Regions from separate parts of the Mus musculus genome. Here regions 2, 3, 4, 5 and 6 are each linked to region 1. A link is a contact called in public Hi-C, HiChIP or PLAC-seq and promoter capture Hi-C data. All regions are on one chromosome and are shown on one strand. The core of a region is the stretch at or near the end of the contact, and the rest is flanking DNA. Distances in the headings are between cores, read along the strand shown. Region 1 holds the start of Pdia6 (protein disulfide isomerase associated 6). Region 2 has its middle 15 kb from the start of Gm36495. Region 3 has its middle 3.0 kb from the start of Gm36495. Region 4 has its middle 20 kb from the start of Gm36495. Region 5 holds the start of Rock2 (Rho-associated coiled-coil containing protein kinase 2). Region 6 overlaps Rock2 (Rho-associated coiled-coil containing protein kinase 2).

Region 1 (2,984 bases), core at 187-2,686:
GGAGCCCTTTGCCCAAGAGAGCTCTGGCCAGGGTCAGCGTTGTTTTGTCATTCAGTAAAAAGAAGCTATTATTGTTGTTAAAATTTTTATTAGCATTTAAAAAATTTAGACAGGATCTCATGTAGTCCAGGCTGGCCACAAACTGACTGTGTCGCCAAAGCTGGCCTTGAACCCCTAATTCTCTTGCTTCCTTTTCTTTAGCGCTGGCACTACAGGTGTGTTACTGTCTTAGTTGGGGTTACTGTAGCTGTGATGAAACACCATGACCAAAGCAACTTGGGGAGGAAAGGGTTTGGTTTATCCTTCCATGTTGATTATTCAAGAAAGTCAGGGCAGGAAGGCAAACAGGATGGGAACCCGGAGGCAGGAGCTGAAGTAGAGGCCACGGAGAGATGTGGCTTACTGACGCGCTGCTCAGGACTTACCCTCAACCTGCTTTCTTATAGAACCTAGGACCGCAAGTCCGGGGACCGCACCACTCACAATGGGCTGGGCCCTTTCAATCACTAATTGAGAAAATGTCCTACTGTTGGATCTTATAGAAGCTTTTTTTTTTGTTGTTTTTGAGGTTTCCTCTAGCTTGAGTCAAGTTGCCATAAAACTAGCCACCATAGTCACCATGCTGTGTTTCTGTGGTGCTAGGGATCCTAGCCAGGGCTTCACGCATGTTACTCAAGCACACCAACAGAAAGGCATCCCCTGCCATTATTTTTCTATTGTGTCTCACTCTGTTAGCCTTAAACACCTTTGTAAATATTGCAAAGCAATACATTTTAGCCCTCACCCCCAGAGCCAAGAACGATAAACCCCGCAGTTTATACTCTGAGGGTCTAGGGGCACATGAGTGAACAAGGCTTTGCAATCAATTTAACAAAATAAAGTTTGGAATGATACTATATACAGAATAAGTTTGGCAAATGGTTTTCACTGAATGCTGAGTCCGCGAACAAAAGAATAAATAAGGTCCCAAACACACTGAAGTCTTAGGACTATTCTCCCGACATAAAGGGACAGTTCAAGGAATGAGAGCTGGAAGGGGCCACGAGAGAGGCAAAGAGGAAAAAGAATGAAAGCCAGGAAGAAATGAGGACCCCTTAGTCCTGGGTTTTTTGTTTTGTTTCAGTTAACTCAGAAAAAAATTAGGGGAACAAGGGGTACCCCGCAGGAACAGGGCCGGAGGTCCCCTGACCCCGCCCCTTCATTCCCCGCCCATCCTCGCCCTGCCCCGCCCCGCTCCGCTACTCCGCTCGCCCCCACCCCCGAGGAAAAAAAAACAAACCGGTAACCTCTACCCGGCCGCTTTCAATTGGCCACGCACATGAGCGAAGTCCACAGAGACCAATGAAAGGCGGCCACGGCGTGGCGAGCCCTTCCGGCCCGCCTCCGCGCGCCGGCGCACCGCCCGCTAGAAGCCGAGGGCGGGACGTGGGCGCGGCAGAGCCGAGGCAGCGGCGGCACGGACAGAATGCGGGTGATCGGCATGGCTCGCCTGGTGCTCGGTAAGCGCGGGCCTGTGGTGGGAAGCCGGTCGGAGGCAGCCTGAAGGGCCGGGGCCGCGAAGCAGGGCCGAGTGGAGGGACGAGTTGCCGGGCCTGCCTGGGGACTTCGCGGCGAGCTGGGTGGGAGAGGCCAGGTCGGGCCCACTACGGGAGGCCCCGGGGAGTCGGAGACTTGCAGCCTCTGCTCCCCACGAGTGCGGTCCGCCTCCGGTCCAGCTCAGCCTTCACTTTTATAGGCAGATAGCAGAGGCCTGTCCCGAAGGTGTCTTAGAAGTGGGCAGTGCCCACTGACCAAGGCCTCACAACTCCTGAGCACTTAAAATGCCTTTGGTCGTCCACCCAGGTGTCCGGGAATGATGTTTAGCGACTCGTGGGCGAATCTGAGGGGCCCTCATCTCCCGGCTGTCCTTGTAAATGGGCCTATAGTTTTTGACATTAGTTAACTCAGCTGATCCTGGCTAGAAAGTAGGAGAGGGAGGTGGATCCCTACACCACTTCTCCCTCCATTTACTAGTTGAGACCCGGAGCATATTTTCTCACTGCTCTGCCAGCTTTTTTCAACCGTGTTCGCCCCATGAGCTATAGTACATATTTAAAGAGAGTAAGCAAGAAAAATACTACTTTCTGGGTTACTGTAGAGAGCAGATGAGAGGGAAAGATTTAATCTTTGGTTTTCCAGTGAGTGCCTGTGAAAAAGTGATTCTATCAATTAACTCATTATTTTAATAAGGTAGTCAGCCTTTTTTTTGGCTACCCTGCTGCCAGCGGCTGCCAGGCAGAAATGTTACTGGTGTGAATTTATAACACCCTTAACTGCTACAGAGATTGAATGGGAAGCCACAGATGGCAAAACCATCTGCACGCATAGATTGTGGACCCTGGGAGTTCTTTTTTTCCCGGTGGTGCTCATTATCACTGTGTAGAGTGGCCATGTGAATTTTAGAAGCAGGATTTGATGGGTCAGCATTGACCTATTCAGCCATAGTAAACCACCACCACCACCCCGGGTGGGGGTGGGGCTGTTGCTTGGAGAGCAAGTGCAAGGAACAGTGTATTTGATTCTTCCTAACCCTGTTAGATCATCTTAGAGCCATCAGTTGGTAGGCTGAGGCAGAACTGGGTGGTTCCACTTCTCTTGGCCATTAGGGCATCAGGGGAGCAACATGTTCTCTGCAGGCTCCCACAGGGATGGAGGCTCCATGCCTCAGGAAGGCATTCCTCTTCCATGGCTGATATAGTAAGACTTCTGTCTTTACACTTTGCCTAGTTCCTTGAGAGCTTCTCTTAACAGATGGCTACCCTATCAAAGGTCTAAGACCTAAGCACCTTAAAAGTTAGGGTGGCCATCAGTCAGAAGTCGATTATAACAAGGTTACATGGGAGATGATTGGTAGTCCGTAATGACTTTACCTTCCAAGTGTCTATAACTAGACTTTTTTTTCTACCTTTCAATTTTCACAAGACTCAGTGTATCAAACAAATATG
Region 2 (2,984 bases), core at 236-2,735, 430 kb before region 1:
AATCACCACCCGCACTGATCAGCGCCTTGTTCTGCGGCAGCCAGCGAGTGGACCGATTCCATCTTCTCTGTCAGGTAAGGACCACCCACCGGTCCTCTGTAGAAAGGAGGAGGCCGGGCTCTGGAGGGTGAACAAGGTGTTGCCCAGGGCTTCGTGGCTGAGGAAGACTGGGCCACAGTGTGCACTCCCAAGCAGGCAGTGTAATCCACAAGCCCACACTCATGCCCTTGGAAAACTGACCTCTAGTCAGGTTGGAGTTATAACCCCTTAGAGGGAGTCTTAATTTTCCGACAAGTGCTTCATGAGCGGGGATGGATATGATCTCTAACTGGGATGCCTGTGCCACCCAGCCCACTCCTCTGACCACTTTTCCATCCTTTAACCAGTACTGTGGGTACAGGTTAGGTACGGTGAGGACAGGTGACAAGAAGAGATGTATCAATGGTCTTAGGAACCCCCAACCATAAATTTATCTTTGTTACCAACAATTTATAACATAATGTTGCTGCTGATAGGTGTCTCAGTTCCTAAGACCGTCAGAAATCTGTGTTTCCCATGGTTGAGACCCAGAGTTGACCACCACTGACTGACAGCTTGACTTCAGGAGTCTGGAATGCTCATGTATTAGCATTAATTCTGAACAAGAGCACTTGATTTGACATGTTTTGAGTGAATCACAGAAAGTAATATGCCACAGCTCAGAGGCAGGCAGCTCATTGGTAGAGCACTTGTCTCATATATATGAGGTCTTAGGTTCGATCCCTGAGACCACAAAGAAAGACTGCCACCAAGAACGTACAAAGTCATCATTAATGCTTGAAATATGGTATTTTTATGGATTAATATTTAACAGCATCTCAGAAGGTAGGATTCTCAGGACCTTGTGAAAATATACTATAATACAGTTTTGTTTTTTAAAAGTTAAAGCAAGGAGGGATGGAATGGGGGGGGTCAGTTACAAAGGTGAGACCAGGAAGGGGACATTTGAAATGTAAATAAATAAACCAAAAAGAAAAAAATGTTAAAGTAATTGGGGCAAAGGCTAAAGAAGGACAGAAATTAACATGAGGGGGTGAGGGGTGAGCCCCAGAGGGCATTCTGTGCATATGTCATTCATTGCAGTTTGGTCTAAAAATAACCAACACCACCACTTTTTTATGGGAAACATCCTCTCTTTGTCATCGATGGACCCTCTTGTCCCTTTTGCACTTGATCCTTTCTGGCCAGCATTAGGAAAGGTTAGTGATACTGTTCTTTGTCTGCAGGGAGGGGAGGTAGGGGTTATTTTTGTGTTTTGTTTTCCTCTGAGAAGCTACCTAACACAGCAGCTGGGATAATGAACAGTCACTTGAGCTTTTTAAAACAAATGACCATGAGGAACAGTTGAGGATTCATTTGTCAAGCCGAGTTGGAACGTCTTCTGTGGGCAAGCTCATGTTTCCAATTTGGGACGCGTAGCAATCAGCTGCGGAGCGTCTCATATCCGCTTGACGTCAGCACTGAGCCCTGTGGTATCTTTAGTAGCTCACTGTGCACAGTGACACCAAGGAATGAGCTGTCTCCTGGAAAACAGCTTGTTTGACATATGTTTATGCAGCTACAACTTGGCAGTGATATCAGAACTCTCTTCTAGAAATTTCTATCACCGCTACACACAATGGACAAATCTGAAAGAGAGAGTTTCTGTTTCCTAATGGCCCTCCCTTTCCTGTGAGGATCATGAGCTACACCCTCATGTAACCGCAACCTGGGCTATACAAACATTGACAGCATTCCTTCCATCAGCATCAAATAGATGAGCTGAACATATAGAAGGAAAAATAAAATGCCCCAGTGCAGAGCCGAATTCTGTTTTACACAAAATGTCCGTAGTTTTCATTTTGTCTTGCTGTACAAATGAAAACATCAAATACACCAGGCACAAAATGTTAAAATCAATACTATTTTGCTTTTAGTGAATTTGGGGTCTATGTGTATTACAGAGATTATATATGTATATATGTGTATATATATATATATAGTGTGTGTAGTGTGTGTATGTGTGTATGTATATACACATATATAGAGATCTTATACACATACATGTAAACATATGTACATATATTGTGTGTTGTATGTGTATGTATGTGTTTTTGTATATATATGCACATATAGAGAGATTTTACATATATGTGCATATATATATACATATATTGTGTGGTGTGTGTGTGCTCAAGTGCACAAGTGTGTGAAGCAGTTACATGAGTGCAAAAGCACGTATGTGGGCATTCTCTTGAAACTGCAGGAGGACCTCAAGTATCCACTGATTGGGGCTGTAAGGTGCAGGTATGAGATCTAGCTTGCAAGCTTCCAGGATCCGCTCTTGCTGTCCCCACCTCCTTGGCACTGGGATCACAAGTGGATTGTACCTGCCTTTTGCACGGGTGTTGGGGATTGAACTCAACTCCTTACACTCATGTTGCAAGCACTTCATCTACTGAGCTATTCCCCAACTCACCATTTTTTAAAAATCCATTTTATGGGACTGCAGGGATAGCCCTGTATTGTACTTGCTTTGTGTCTCATTACCTCTGTTCCTTAAGCTCTGGGGAGATAAGGTCTCAGTCTGCCTTGGTCTCTTGGCCTTATCTAGAAAGCCTAAAATTACTTCTATCTAGAAGTGTAGAGACTGTACCACATCACCATGTCTATCACGATATTGAGTGGATGAATGAATGCATTAACAAACTAGTGTATAAAACTCAGGGCAAGCCAGGCCAGTAAGATGGCTCACCAGTTAAAGCTGTTTGTTGCCAAGCCTAACAAACTGAATTTGATTCTCAGAACCTACACGGTAGAAGGGAAAAACCCCAAGTTGTTCTCTGACCTTAATATGTGCAACATGGTACTAGTACACACACACACACACACACACACACACACACACACACACACACACACACACTAAATAGATGTAAGAAAAACAAAAAATAAAAATTGGGACA
Region 3 (2,984 bases), core at 348-2,847, 410 kb before region 1:
AGTCCAATAACAGAGGCAAAAGTAAGGATACTGGAGAGATGGCTCAGTGGTTAAGTGCACTCATTACATTTTCAGAGGACCCAGGTTCAATTCCCAGCACCCACATAGGGTAGTTCACAACTGCCTGTAATGCTAGAAATGCTAGGGGGATCCAATGTCTTTTTCTGACTTTGTAGGCACTAAAACACAAGTGAGTGTACACACACACACACACACACACACACACACACACAATAATAGCCTGATATTGGCACATACCTTTAATTTCCAAACTCAGGAGGCAGCAGCTGGGGATCGCTGTAAGTCTGAGGCTGTTCTACATAGCAAATTCCAGACCAGTCAGAGTTATTTAGTGGCATCTTGTCTCAATAACAACAATAATAATTATTATCATCATTATCTAAAAAAGCACTTTTAAAAATAGTCATGTAAGATGGTTATAAACATGGTTGTTTATTTTGGATCTGTTTTTTTTTTTATCATTTTTTCATTTACTGCTGGGTGAGAGAGGCTAGCTGAAGAGTCCGTGAGCACCATGGTGTGCACGTGGAGACTTGAGGACAATCTTTCAGAGTCCATTGTCACCTCCCACCTTGGTTCTGAGGGAACTATCTCTCATATTCTTTCTGCTGCTCTGAGTATTCCAGGCTAGACCTAAAAGCTTCCAGGAGATTCTCCAGCCTCCCTCCTCCCATCTCATAGTAGGAGTGCAGGGATTACAGACATAACCTACCACATGTGACTTTCTGGAGGTTCCAGGGATCGAACTTAGGTCCTAACGCTTGCTCCTGCTGAGCCATCTCATTGATCCCGGATTTTCTCTTTATGCTGTAACTGCAATCTGTTGTGATGTCCCCTTAGAAAATACTCCTGTCAGGATTGGGATGTAGCCTCCTGGTAGAGAGTACTTGTCTAACAGTACTTGCCCTTCCCCAAAGAAATCCCTTTAATGTTGTATTACAAATGTGTCTCGTCTTTCGATTAAAGATCCCTCCACACTGACTAACTTCAGGCCTCACTGAACCTGGAATCATTCCTGAAAATCTTGTGGTTTGGAAGGTAGAGCGATTGATTGCCCCGGTTCACTGAAGTCAAGGGCTAGAGTTAAGTTGCTGACTCACTCTGAGTCTGGGTGGTTTTCTGCTAGATTCTGGGATCTCCAGGCGTCAGGACTGCCAGGCTGTGTGTGGACTCTCCCTTTACTCCTTCCTACTCTACAAATTCCCATAGGAAAAGCCAAAAGGGATCTCGCAAGGAGTCCTTGATGAGACAGCCTCTGCCAAGAGGGGGCTGGAGCATCCCGCTCTGCCACAGCCCACACAGGGAGGCTGCGGTAGAGAGACACAAACCAGAATCAAGTGACTCAAACAGACAGCTTCTTCAGGAGGAGCACATGACAGGTGCAGCCAGGAGTTCTGCATCCCAGAGTAGGACCCCAGTGAAACACTGGTGTGGCTCCCACATGATCAAGAGAGGCAACGGCAGACAGCGGTAGGATTTCATGTCTGCACTTCCGCGCTCCTGAAACAGCTCAGCTTTGCAAAGAAATGGCTTGACTGTGTTGAGCCAAGGCCACACCCAGGTTCAGGCTTGCTGCCAAGGGCCCTAACTGACCACTCATCTTTGGCGTTGGGCCTGTGGACACTCCTTTTGTTGATCAGGGCTCTTGAGAATTACAAAGCATTGCCTAACCTGTGTAAGCCCACAGATTCAATCCCCAGTACAGCAAACAAAATATATTTTGAAAGTAATAAAGTAAAATCATAAAAGCATTGCCTCTGGGAGCAAAGAGGACCTAAATGTCACTGAAGGCTGTGACTCTTAAAGGGGTGACCCTGACAAGGACAGTGAAGATGAAAATGGCGACAAAGGGCTAGAGACATGGCTCCACGATTAAGTACATGTACTGCTGTTGTAGAAGACCTGAGTTCAGTTCCCAGCATCTGTATCAGGTGGCCCACAATCACCTGTAACTCTAGCCCCAGGGACCTGATGCTCTCTTCTGGCCTTCAATGGTACTGGCACACACTTGCACATACCCACATATGTACACAAACATATTAAAATATAACAAGGGGCTGGAGAAATGACTCAGCAGTTAAGAGTACTTTATGCTCTTCCAGAGGACCAATGTTTGATTCTCAGAACTCATTTGGGGACTCAAAACCATTCACCTGTAACTCCAGTTCCAGGAGATCCGATGTTCTCCTCTGATATCCATAGCATGTGCAAGGTATATGGACATATATACAAGCAAAGCACCCAGACACATGAAATAAACTACAAATAATCAAATATAAACACATGTTCAATAAAAAGAAATTATTTTAAAAGCCTATCAATGAGGATATTAAGGTAGCTTTTTTCAAAAGCAAAGTGGATACAGTTTGAGAATTCCCATCTTGGCTAAAGTTGTATATTGTTTCACCAATGTTAAAATCTCTTTTGTAAATGATAGAGACTGTGATAATTCTGGCCAGCAGTTGGTGTTACCATGTGCTGGTGGACACTGGAAGTGTATCTCATTTAATCACTGTGAGAACCTTAAGAGATACACACTATTGTTAACCCAACCTTGCTTCTGAAGGAACTGAATTAGGGAGAGCCAGTTTGCCCCATCTCCATAGCAGCATGTCCTAAGTCAGGACTTGAACCCAGACAGTCTGGTTTTATCAGGCATATCCTTAACTGTCCCATCATTCTATTGGAGTAGACTACAGGTGGTCTTAGAATTCTTGCCTGCATCTCCCAGAAAAAAGGTCTAGGGGCTGGAGATGTAGGAATGGGGTTTTTGTCTTGTATGTGTAAGGCTCTGGATTCTATTAAAAAAAAACAAAAACAGGCATGGTGGCACCGACTATAATCCTAGCACTCCAGAAACAAAGGCAGGGGGACCAGAAGTTACTTCAAGGCCATCCTTGACTACATGATGAGTTCAAGGCCAACTTGGGTTCCATGAGGCCCTGTCTAAAATAATAAGAAAT
Region 4 (2,984 bases), core at 346-2,845, 400 kb before region 1:
TTTTCTCTTCTAGTCCTAGAAGCTGTGGTGGGCAGGTGAGGGCAGGCGAGGCTGGGAAGAATGAGCAAGTGCAACCTCACTGCCTCGCCTGGATATGTCACGCCTGGAGTGTGGAGTGTGGCGAACCCCTCGAGGCTCAGACAAAGCATCACCAGTAGTCAGTCCACTGTCTCTCTTTGGAATGCGAGTGTCCTGCCTGGTTTGGGCAAGCTGAGCCTCAATAGCTGTTCCTGTCTCTCAGTATTTGGGGGTGGGGCACTGCAATAGGGAAGACTTCCTTCTAGGAGATCTTTGAGCCACCCTGCAAATGGATTCTGTATTCCCCAAGCTCTGCAGACCACCGGGAGGGGCTGGCTGTACAAGTCAAAGCTTGTTCACTGTCACAGTAAGGCCACTCAGGATCTGGCCCACAGCGACCTTTCTTTGTCCCTCCACATAGCTGTTGCTAGAAATTCCCATTAAAATTTTTTTTCCTTCTTAGAATTCTAATAGGGTATTATGTTACATAAATTTAAGCCCCAAGAGAACATGCTGTTTCAAAAAGATAGCAGTGTACATATCAGGAACCCAAGAGCCTCAAGAGTGACTGGAACAAGAAACAGGGAAACTGTCAGAAGTTCTCTGGAGTCTGGGGGTCACTGTGAGCTCTTGCAGACAGGCTCCCAAGGCGTGTTCACATCTGGCCAGCTTAGCTGGCCATGCCTGGCTTGACCAGCTTCCTCTCTCAAGGGCCTGGAAGAAGTGAAGAAACAAATCACAAATCAACAGTCAATAACAAGCGGCTGATTAGCGAGCTTGGCTCCATCTCTGGTCCAGTTTGCTAAAGGGGAGAGAGAGGGGGAGTGGGTGGGGCTGGTTTTGAATTAAGGGAATAAGGGCTGGGGAAAATGTCTCACTTGGTAAGGTGCTTTCCATAAAAGCATGAAGACCCGGGTTCAATTAATAAACTAACAATCTAGGCACGGTATTTCATGCTTGTAATCCCAGTGCTGAAGAGGCAGAGACAGAGAGACTCCTGGAGTCTGCCTGCTGCCTGGTCAGTCTAACCTGCTTGGCAAGCTCCAGGCCAATGAGAGTCTATCTCAAAAAACCAAGGTGGACAGTGCTTGACAAACAACTGAGGGTGTCCCTTGGCCTCTACCCGAGAACAAATGGCATGCACAGGAACGTGAAGGCAATGGAGTCGGGGCACAGACATCCACATTCCTCTAGAAAGGTCTGCTTTCACATAGCAGAGTTGCTGCTATGCTTTATCGTTCCCATGGTAACACCTACCCCTCTGTTTTAAGAGAGACTAGCTGTTGGTCCATAGCACTTGGATTCCTCTTGGGATCTTGGGCGCTGGTTACTTCTGGAAACCCCTCAGAGCCCCAGTAGTTGCAGGAAGAGATACGAGCTCTGCATAGCCTTGCCCAGGACAGCCACGCACCCTCCAGCCAAGTGCAGAGGGTGCCAACTCCACTTCCACACCATGGAGGGGTGCCAGGCAATTCACAGGTCGTCTCTGCAACAGTAACAGTCATAAATACTCAGCTATGAGATGTGCTCTCTTGGCCCTGGGAGGCTTAAATGGGCCTCTTTATTTCCCAGCCTTCCTGCTAAAGCGGGGAGCAGAGCAGAGCTGGGAGGAAGGACATTCCAGAAATGCCACAGAGCCCTCAGTGAGCCTGCTAGAGGAAGCACTTTAGAGAGAGGGAGCTGCAGGAAGGGGCCCAGGCCCCAGGGCCAGTGGCTGCCAGGGTGAGGGGAGGGCCTGGCCTTGCCTTCAGAGAAACCCCTGGGGCCAGGGTAGGGCTAGCTTCTCATCCAGGCCAGTTTTCCACTACGTCACATCGCCTTTGGTTCAAATTGGTGGAATGTTACCACAATATGGCATCTGAGTGAACTCCAAAGATGTCGTGTTGGTCAAAGATCCCTGGGGGAAGTGGCCCGGATTAACTTTAAACCAAATCATTTTCAAACAGTCTCCACCCAGGTCCTGCTTGTTTACTTAGTGGGGGAAATCCGCCTTCTTCGGGCCTGCAGCTGTTGAGTCCACTGGGGGCACAGTGATACAAAAGGAAAGAGAAAGCACTCTGCAAGCAGTGGGTTCCTCCTGACCAACTGACATCTTTTTGTTTTCAAATGGTGGAGCTGGAGGTGGAACCCAGAGCCCCAAGTAAACTATCTGAGTCCTCTCCTTCCAGAAGCATTCCCGGTCTTGAATGGAGGGCTGGGTTAGCTATCACTGGCCACACACAGAGCCTATGCTATTCATCCTGGGGTGATAGCTCCTTGGTAAAGTGCTTGCTTTACAATCATGAGGCCCAGAACCCACATTTAAAAATAAAAGCCACACTTGGGGGTTTATCCTTGTAATCCAGCACTGGGGAGATGGAGAGTCAGCCTGACTGGGGAGCTCTAGACCAAAGAGAGACTCTGCCTCAAAAAAGATAGGTAGACAGTCCCGAGGAATGACAACAGAGATTGCCTGCTATCCTCCACATCTACCTGTATATAAATCCACATGTGTGTATATAAACACACACACACACACACACACACACACACACACACACACACACACACACACAAGCATACAAAGGAATCATAGGTAAGCAAGATAGCTCAGTGAGCAAAGGTGTCATCCACCAAGCCTGACAGCCTGAGTTCAATCGCTGGGCCCCATATGGTAGGAGGAGAACACCAACTCCAGAAAGTTGTTCTCTAAACTTCATGTGCATTTAGATAGATAGATAAGATAAGATAAGATAAGATAAGAACAGAAACGTCATACAACTTTGTTTTATGTTTTGTGGTGCTGGGATCAAGCCACTGGACAATACACTCAACCCCTGACGGGCATTTCTCTGTGACCTCTTTTGGCTTGAGAAAGCCATGGGGCATCTCCTCAGGGAAAGCTTTCCCCAGTTGGAATGATGTAAACACTCATTCATGCATGCACACACACACACACACACACACACACACACACACACACACAC
Region 5 (2,984 bases), core at 228-2,727, 370 kb before region 1:
CACTCTAGCTTCCATAAGTACAAGTTTTCAAATTTAAAAATTCAATATGCTTTTTAGCATTTTTTTGTTGTTGTTTTCAAGACAAGTTTTCTCTGTGTAGCTCTGGTTGTCCTGGGACTCATTCTCTAGACTTAGGTTAGCCTCAAACCCTCCTGCCTCTGTCTCTCCCCAGAGCTGGCATTAAAGACCTATGAGGCCACCACCCTACTTGACATCTTTAGAAGTGGGGGGAAAATCCCATTCAGTTAGGAGCAAGTGTGTTCTCTCACTTGTTTAGCTGCTCATTTCAAAGTGTTCATAATCCCCTTTGCATTTTTTCACTTCCGGTAAATTTTCCCTAGTCTCAACCGGCTTGCAATACCCGTAGGATTCTTCCCGTGAATATGACAAGAGCTTGTTTGGATTATTCAGCTGCTGGAAGATTGGGTCCACTCCCAGGGTTTTGGTCATTGCGAACATTCTGAATAGCCCTGCTGTAAACATCTCCACGCAAAGTCCTCCTCTTTTCGGATCATTTCCTTACACTTGGACTTCCTTAAATGGCCTTACTGGGTCAAAGGGGCTCTGTGAACAGTTTTATAGCTCTTGGCACATAGTTTTCCGATTGCGCCCTGAGAGGATCTGACCAATGGCTAGGGGGCAAGGAGAGGGCAGGAATGCGGAGAAGCAGCCCCTCTCTTTCACTCTCCAAAAGCAAGGGCCCCGCGGATGCAGAAGCGCTTCCTTATTGCCTCCTGTTCCCTCCGCCTGGCCAGTGTCTAAGGTCTAAGGCCAGGCGGGCACCTTGGTCAGGGAAGGGCACAAAGGTTTCTGAGAGTTTAGGATTTATGACCCGGAGGCAGAAACAACTCCTCCAGGCCTCCCAGCTCCGGGACTCAACAGGATTCAAACGAGTCCCACACTCTTAGCGCGGGCTAGGGGCGCGGCCTCCCCGCCCCCTGGGAGCCCCAGGCGCAGGCCTCAGGCGCACCAGGCCTGGGAAGGGCGCTGACCCGGGGCGCAGCAGTTCGGCGCGGCTTGCATAGCTGCGCGCTGAGTCAGCGGGACACAGCGGGCGGGGGGCGCGGACGTCAACTAGGCCTCTGGGTCCGGCCGGCGACGTGGGACACACGACGGGGACCACGGGGCACCGCGCTGCCATCCGTCCCGCCTCCCAGTCCCGCGAACCGGCCCGACGAGGCAGGGAGACTAGCCAGGCGGCGGGAACGGAAAAGAAGCCTGGCTGCTCAGCCCGGTGGCGGGGCGTGGCCGGAGGCCAGGGGCGGGGCGTGCCGCGGGGCCGCGCCGGGGTGGGCGGGGCGGGGCCGGGCCGCGCGCAGCCGACCGCGGGCGGAGGGGCTTGTGGGTAGCGGCGGCGCGCGGCCGAGTAGGGACGCGGCTCCGACTGCGTGTGAGGGGAGCGGGCGTGTGGGCGCGCGAGGCGGCCGGCGGCGATATGCGGGTGGACGGGCGACGGCCCTAGCGGCCTGAGCCCCGAGGGCGGGGTGGTGCGGCGCGGGCGCCCCTTCCCCGCTCCCGCCCGCCGGGTCCTGGCGAGCTCGCTACGGGCCGGGCGGCGCGCGTGCGGCTGAGGGGCGGGGACGCCGTGTGCCTCGCTGCTCCCGGCCGGGCCGGGCGGCTCCTCAGACAGCGGCGCGCGGCGTGCCGGGGCGGAGGTTCCGCGGGCGGCGCTAGGCCCGGCGAAGCGGCATGAGCCGGCCCCCGCCGACGGGGAAAATGCCCGGCGCCCCCGAGACCGCGCCGGGGGACGGGGCGGGCGCCGGCCGTCAGAGGAAGCTGGAGGCGCTCATCCGAGACCCTCGCTCGCCCATCAACGTGGAGAGTCTGCTGGTAGGTGCGGGCTAGGGAGGGAACTCCCCGCCCTGCCTGGTCCCCCCTCGGCCCACCCGCCCCGCTTCCGGCTGCCCGGGGAGCTGGAGACCCAGGTTCCAGAGTGGAGACCCCACCTGGGATTCTCGGGTCCACCTCCCTGCCGAGCGAGTGTCATCTCGGCCGCCCCCGTTCTTGGAGCGCGCAGGGAGGAAACACCCCTGGTCTCCTTCCCGCCTACCCAGTTGGTTTGGGGCGGAAAGGTGGAGGATTGGCTGTGCTTCCTACACTGGGCTACCCAATTTGAAAGTGTCACGCAGTGTGGGAGCTAGGGTGAAAACCCAGGGAGAAAGAAACCCGACGCTCTTCCTATTGGGAGTACCACCGGGGGCACACGACAAAGAGCTCGTCAGGAAGCTGGGAACGCACAGCTAGCTCAAGTTTGCTGCTTTCAGTTGCTCTTGGACATTCCATAGTAGCTATTTAGTACATTTGAATTTATGTAAATTAAATTTCCGGAGATTGTTGCTCTGAAGCCAAGAAATGAGTCTGAATTGTAGAATGGGATAAATCTCTCCCCTTCATCTTGTCTTTCCCATAGCATTCAAAATCCAAATTAAGAGCCTTGGAAAAGGCAGCTAACTGGAGCTCGGTTAAGAAAAGAACACGATTTACAATAAATGCCATGTAGAATGCTGGTATACTTCTGGTCGTGTTGAGGGAAGCGATTATGCTTGGCAAACGAATTTGATTAGTGTGCACCTAGAGTTGCATTTATGGGAAAAAGTGGTGTGAACGTGTACCCTGAGGAGAAGTCGGAAAAAAAAAAGATACTCCGGCTATTAGCTTTGGAGGTCTAGACTTAGGGTGGGTGATCAGGCATTCTGTGCCAAAAAGCATGTCAGACCTGAGCTCTGCTAGGAGAAGCCTAGTGACTCTGTGATGAGAAAAACTGTCTCCTCCCTTTCCACTGACTAACTTTTCTTCTGAGGCCGTTGGTTATCCTTTGAGGTTTCTGGAATCATTTGCAGAGTGACTCAGTTCTGTTTGGCCACAGCGCAGGAACTGACTAGAGTGTGGGTATCGCTCTATAGGATGTGTAAATATAGAGATTTTGACTTTTGGGGGCGGGGGGAGTGTTTTTGTTTGGTAGTGGGTTCCTGTGTTCTTGTGGG
Region 6 (2,984 bases), core at 146-2,645, 310 kb before region 1:
AAGTTTTTTCTTAACGGACTCCTTTTAATTTTATTTCATCATTTGAAGTTTGAATGTTACATTTTATTCATTTACAAATGATTGAAAGGCACTGTCCTATATTCTTTTGAAGATATGCAGTAAGAACAAATACTTGACTTTGATGGAGTTTATTATCTCATGAAGAATATAAGAGAATCACAGAATTATAAAGAAAGGTAGAATGTGATTTGCCTTTAAACAGATTATCACAGTGGATGTTCTTCTGAGGGAGTTTTGACTGGTAAGCAAGGAGAAGCCACTGAAAACTGTTAAATATTGGAATCAAATGTTATAAGTGTTTGAGAAACTTCTTGGTACACTCACATATCATGATGAGAGTGACCAGCTGTCCCAATCTCTCCAGGTTTAGGTGTTTCCTAGGATGAGATAACAAAACCAGGAAAATCTTAGGCAAGTGAAGTTGGATTAGTCACCTTCCTTAAATTATAATATTCTAAACCTATTTTGAGTTCTGAATAAAATAAGGGTATTGGACTGGAGAGATGTCTCAGTGTTTAAGAGCCCTGGCTGCTCTTCTGGGGGACCCAGGTTTGATTTCCAGCACCCACATGACAGCTCACCACCATCTGTAATTCCAGTTCCAGGAGATCCGAAGCACTCTTCTGGCCTCCATGGACAGCAAGCATGCATGTGGTGCACAGACTAACATTTAGGCATCAATTAAACAGTATGTGTTTTTTTTAAAAAGTGTCAGGGATAAAGGAAACTTATCCATGTTTATAGATGGTGGGAAGGACAAAACTGAAAGAGAAATTGACAGTTATATCAAAAAGATGACTTAGGGGCTAAGAAGATGGCTTAGTAGATAGGGGCTTTGCTGCCAAGCCTGATGACTCACATGGTGAAAAGAGAAGACCGACTCCCACAGATTGTCCTCTGATGTCTACATGTATCTCCTGGTGTTTGTGTACATGAACACACACAATAACTTGAGTGTAAAAAAATGTAAAGTTTCACTGGGTGGTGGCAGCACACGCCTTTAACCCAGCACTCGGGAGGCAGAGGCAGGATGAATATCTGTTACTTTGAGGCCAGCCTGGTCTACAGAGCAAGTTCCAGGAAAGCCAGGCCTACACAAACCCTGTCTCGGGGGGGGAAAGATTACTGAGTTATTTAAATTATGATACCAAACTCATATGTTATCTTTGCAAAAAGAAGAAGAGCTGTTCCTTTCTAAAAGAAATTATAGAATATAGTCATTATAGAAGCTCAAGTGGGATGAAGAGGTCTGTGTTGTGAGTCTAGTCCTAACATAGTTAAGACTGGTTTCTTTGGAGAGGCAGAGAGCAGAATTAGTGCTTCACTTAGAATGCTCATGGTCTGAAAGTAGCTTGATTAATGTGATTAAATGGATTAAAGTGTAATGAAAAGAATCTCTCCTTCTGTCCTTCCAGGTTATTAAGTGACTCTCCACCTTGTAGAGAAAATGATGCAATACAAACAAGGAAAAGTGAAGTATGTATACATTTTTTACTGTTTTATTTACTTTAGTAACATGTTCAAATACTTACACCACTATTTTGATTTTTAATTATTTTTGTGTACAAGTGTTTTGCTTGTATTAATATCTGTTCATCAAGTGCATGCAGTGTTGTGGAGGTCAGAAGGGAGGGTTGGAGCCTCTGGACTTGTAGTCGGTTCCACCAAGTTGATTTTGGGAACTGAATCTAGATCATCTGTAGACCAGTGCTCTTAACTACTGGACCATGTTTCCAGCGCCATCATACCAGTGATTTTAAAAGCTCACTTGATACTCCTTATGCGAATATGTGCTTTTAGCTTCATTCATTATTAGGAATGATAGATTTAAAACTAGCTGTAATTCCAGCTAGAAGACATTATGATCTTAGTGTGGTAAAAGAGTATAAGCAATGGGGCACATAACTAGGGGAGAGGTTAAAATTCTGAGTTCCTGTTTACGAGTGTATATAAAGAACAGTGACTCAAAGCATTAAAATAATTTGTGACTACATACAAAGCTAAATCATATGTAAATATTTCTTCACATGTAATGAAAGGTAGAAAAACCTGTTAGGTAATTTTGGAATGGTATACATTGTATGTCTTTTATAAGTACTTTTATGTGTCTTTTATATGAGACTTTTATAAAATATAACAAGCATTGAAATGTTTTCTTTCCTTCCTTTTTCTGAATAGGAAAGTCAGGAGGTACGTTATCAAATACACCGAAAAGGAGGAAAAAGTCATGTTTTAATCTAGTCATAGTCTGCTTCCCATTTGGAGTACTGCACCTACCCAAGAGACTTCCCATCCTTTTTCCTACCAAGTACCCTTTTATTATTTTTCTTATGAGTCTGTTGTTTAAAATATGAGTTATGTAATATTTTTGTCTTTATTTATCAAGGACATGTAACAGTATGTTCAGAATATTACAGCAATCAAACAACCAAAGTACTTACCTTGACAAGCTCATTAGTCTGTATTTTCTTTAAAAAAAAAATATATATATATATATATAGTTTTTTCTCCCCTCCCCTTCCCTCCTTTCAGAAAGTGTCTCAATTGTACCTGGAACTCAAAGATAAGTCAGATTGGATGACCAGCAAGCCCCAGGGATCTGCTTGTCTCTGCCATATTTTCCACCAAACTCCCCACCCCCACCCCAAGCACTGGAGTTAGAGATTCACACTTGATTTTGTTGTTGTTTTGTTTTAGTTGGTTGGTTGGTTGGTTGGTGTTTTATTTTGTTTTGGAAATGACTTGCTTTGTAGGCTTGGCTGACCTAGAGCTTACCATCGAGTCCAGGTTGATTTCTACCTGCCTCAACCTCTAAGGCTGGGCATTACCAAACCCTGACTTTATGTGTGTGTTACTCAGTTCCTCATGCTTGTGCAGTAAGCATCTTACTGGCTGAGCCATCTCAATAGCTCTTGACCTATACTTGTTTGGGGACAATAGAGGAATTGTTGGTTGTTTTTAAG

The links. Promoter capture Hi-C pulls out the DNA fragments that hold promoters and counts their contacts. A called contact is a pair of places that touch in the nucleus more often than the background predicts. HiChIP or PLAC-seq counts read pairs in DNA pulled down with a chosen protein or histone mark.
Region 2: an H3K4me3 HiChIP or PLAC-seq map of forebrain shows a contact between it and region 1, with 3 times the contacts expected there. The contact joins the enhancer-like site here to the promoter of Pdia6 in region 1. A contact is called at or near these places in 10 of 39 promoter capture datasets (the C10 cell line, cranial neural crest, embryonic stem cells and 6 more), 1 of 15 datasets of contacts at CTCF or cohesin (the NIH/3T3 cell line), 8 of 484 Hi-C or Micro-C datasets (cerebral cortex, cortical neurons, cranial neural crest and 5 more), 7 of 115 datasets of contacts at active chromatin or transcription factors (the 230-238 cell line, bone marrow-derived macrophages, embryonic basal ganglia and 4 more) and 1 of 9 other capture datasets (liver).
Region 3: a Hi-C map of uterus shows a contact between it and region 1, with 2.6 times the contacts expected there. The contact joins the enhancer-like site here to the promoter of Pdia6 in region 1. A contact is called at or near these places in 5 of 39 promoter capture datasets (the C10 cell line, cranial neural crest, maxillary cranial neural crest and 2 more), 1 of 484 Hi-C or Micro-C datasets (uterus), 1 of 115 datasets of contacts at active chromatin or transcription factors (bone marrow-derived macrophages) and 1 of 9 other capture datasets (liver).
Region 4: a contact with region 1 is called in an HNF4G HiChIP or PLAC-seq map of pancreatic cancer cells. The contact joins the enhancer-like site here to the promoter of Pdia6 in region 1. A contact is called at or near these places in 6 of 39 promoter capture datasets (the C10 cell line, cranial neural crest, frontonasal cranial neural crest and 2 more), 1 of 484 Hi-C or Micro-C datasets (liver), 3 of 115 datasets of contacts at active chromatin or transcription factors (bone marrow-derived macrophages, forebrain and pancreatic cancer cells) and 1 of 9 other capture datasets (pancreatic islet).
Region 5: a contact with region 1 is called in a Hi-C map of double positive thymocytes, with 5 times the contacts expected there. The contact joins the promoter of Rock2 here to the promoter of Pdia6 in region 1. A contact is called at or near these places in 16 of 39 promoter capture datasets (the 3T3-L1 cell line, 3T3-L1-derived adipocytes, the C10 cell line and 11 more), 23 of 484 Hi-C or Micro-C datasets (B cells, CD4 T cells, CD8 T cells and 14 more), 7 of 115 datasets of contacts at active chromatin or transcription factors (astrocytes, effector CD8 T cells, embryonic limb bud and 4 more) and 1 of 9 other capture datasets (liver).
Region 6: a promoter capture Hi-C map of the C10 cell line shows a contact between it and region 1, with 5 times the contacts expected there. The contact joins the enhancer-like site here to the promoter of Pdia6 in region 1. A contact is called at or near these places in 12 of 39 promoter capture datasets (the 3T3-L1 cell line, the C10 cell line, the HPC-7 cell line and 6 more), 1 of 15 datasets of contacts at CTCF or cohesin (the NIH/3T3 cell line), 1 of 484 Hi-C or Micro-C datasets (liver), 5 of 115 datasets of contacts at active chromatin or transcription factors (embryonic basal ganglia, embryonic forebrain, embryonic midbrain and 2 more) and 1 of 9 other capture datasets (adipose tissue).

Annotation. Positions count from the first base shown.
Region 1 is chr12:17,265,153-17,268,136 of GRCm38.p6, forward strand. Pdia6 (protein disulfide isomerase associated 6) reads left to right here and starts at 1,437. Exons shown (of 13, transcript NM_027959.4): 1 at 1,437-1,499. The coding sequence starts at 1,481.
Region 2 is chr12:16,834,901-16,837,884 of GRCm38.p6, forward strand. No RefSeq gene overlaps it. Among named protein-coding and RNA genes, the nearest start is that of Gm36495, 15 kb to the right of the region's middle. Within about 2 kb of position 1,486, at least 71 of the 459 cell types and tissues checked have an H3K27ac peak or open chromatin away from gene starts, as enhancers often do. A contact at or near this core is called in cerebral cortex, cortical neurons, forebrain and 1 more, where this site is marked.
Region 3 is chr12:16,852,429-16,855,412 of GRCm38.p6, forward strand. No RefSeq gene overlaps it. Among named protein-coding and RNA genes, the nearest start is that of Gm36495, 3.0 kb to the left of the region's middle. Within about 2 kb of position 1,598, at least 56 of the 459 cell types and tissues checked have an H3K27ac peak or open chromatin away from gene starts, as enhancers often do. A contact at or near this core is called in liver and uterus, where this site is marked.
Region 4 is chr12:16,868,971-16,871,954 of GRCm38.p6, forward strand. No RefSeq gene overlaps it. Among named protein-coding and RNA genes, the nearest start is that of Gm36495, 20 kb to the left of the region's middle. Within about 2 kb of position 1,596, at least 212 of the 459 cell types and tissues checked have an H3K27ac peak or open chromatin away from gene starts, as enhancers often do. A contact at or near this core is called in forebrain, liver and pancreatic cancer cells, where this site is marked.
Region 5 is chr12:16,893,501-16,896,484 of GRCm38.p6, forward strand. Rock2 (Rho-associated coiled-coil containing protein kinase 2) reads left to right here and starts at 1,478. Exons shown (of 33, transcript NM_009072.2): 1 at 1,478-1,830. The coding sequence starts at 1,690.
Region 6 is chr12:16,953,471-16,956,454 of GRCm38.p6, forward strand. It overlaps Rock2 (Rho-associated coiled-coil containing protein kinase 2), which reads left to right. Exons shown (of 33, transcript NM_009072.2): 10 at 1,437-1,497; 11 at 2,200-2,211. Among named protein-coding and RNA genes, the nearest start is that of Gm22303, 15 kb to the left of the region's middle. Within about 2 kb of position 1,396, at least 10 of the 459 cell types and tissues checked have an H3K27ac peak or open chromatin away from gene starts, as enhancers often do.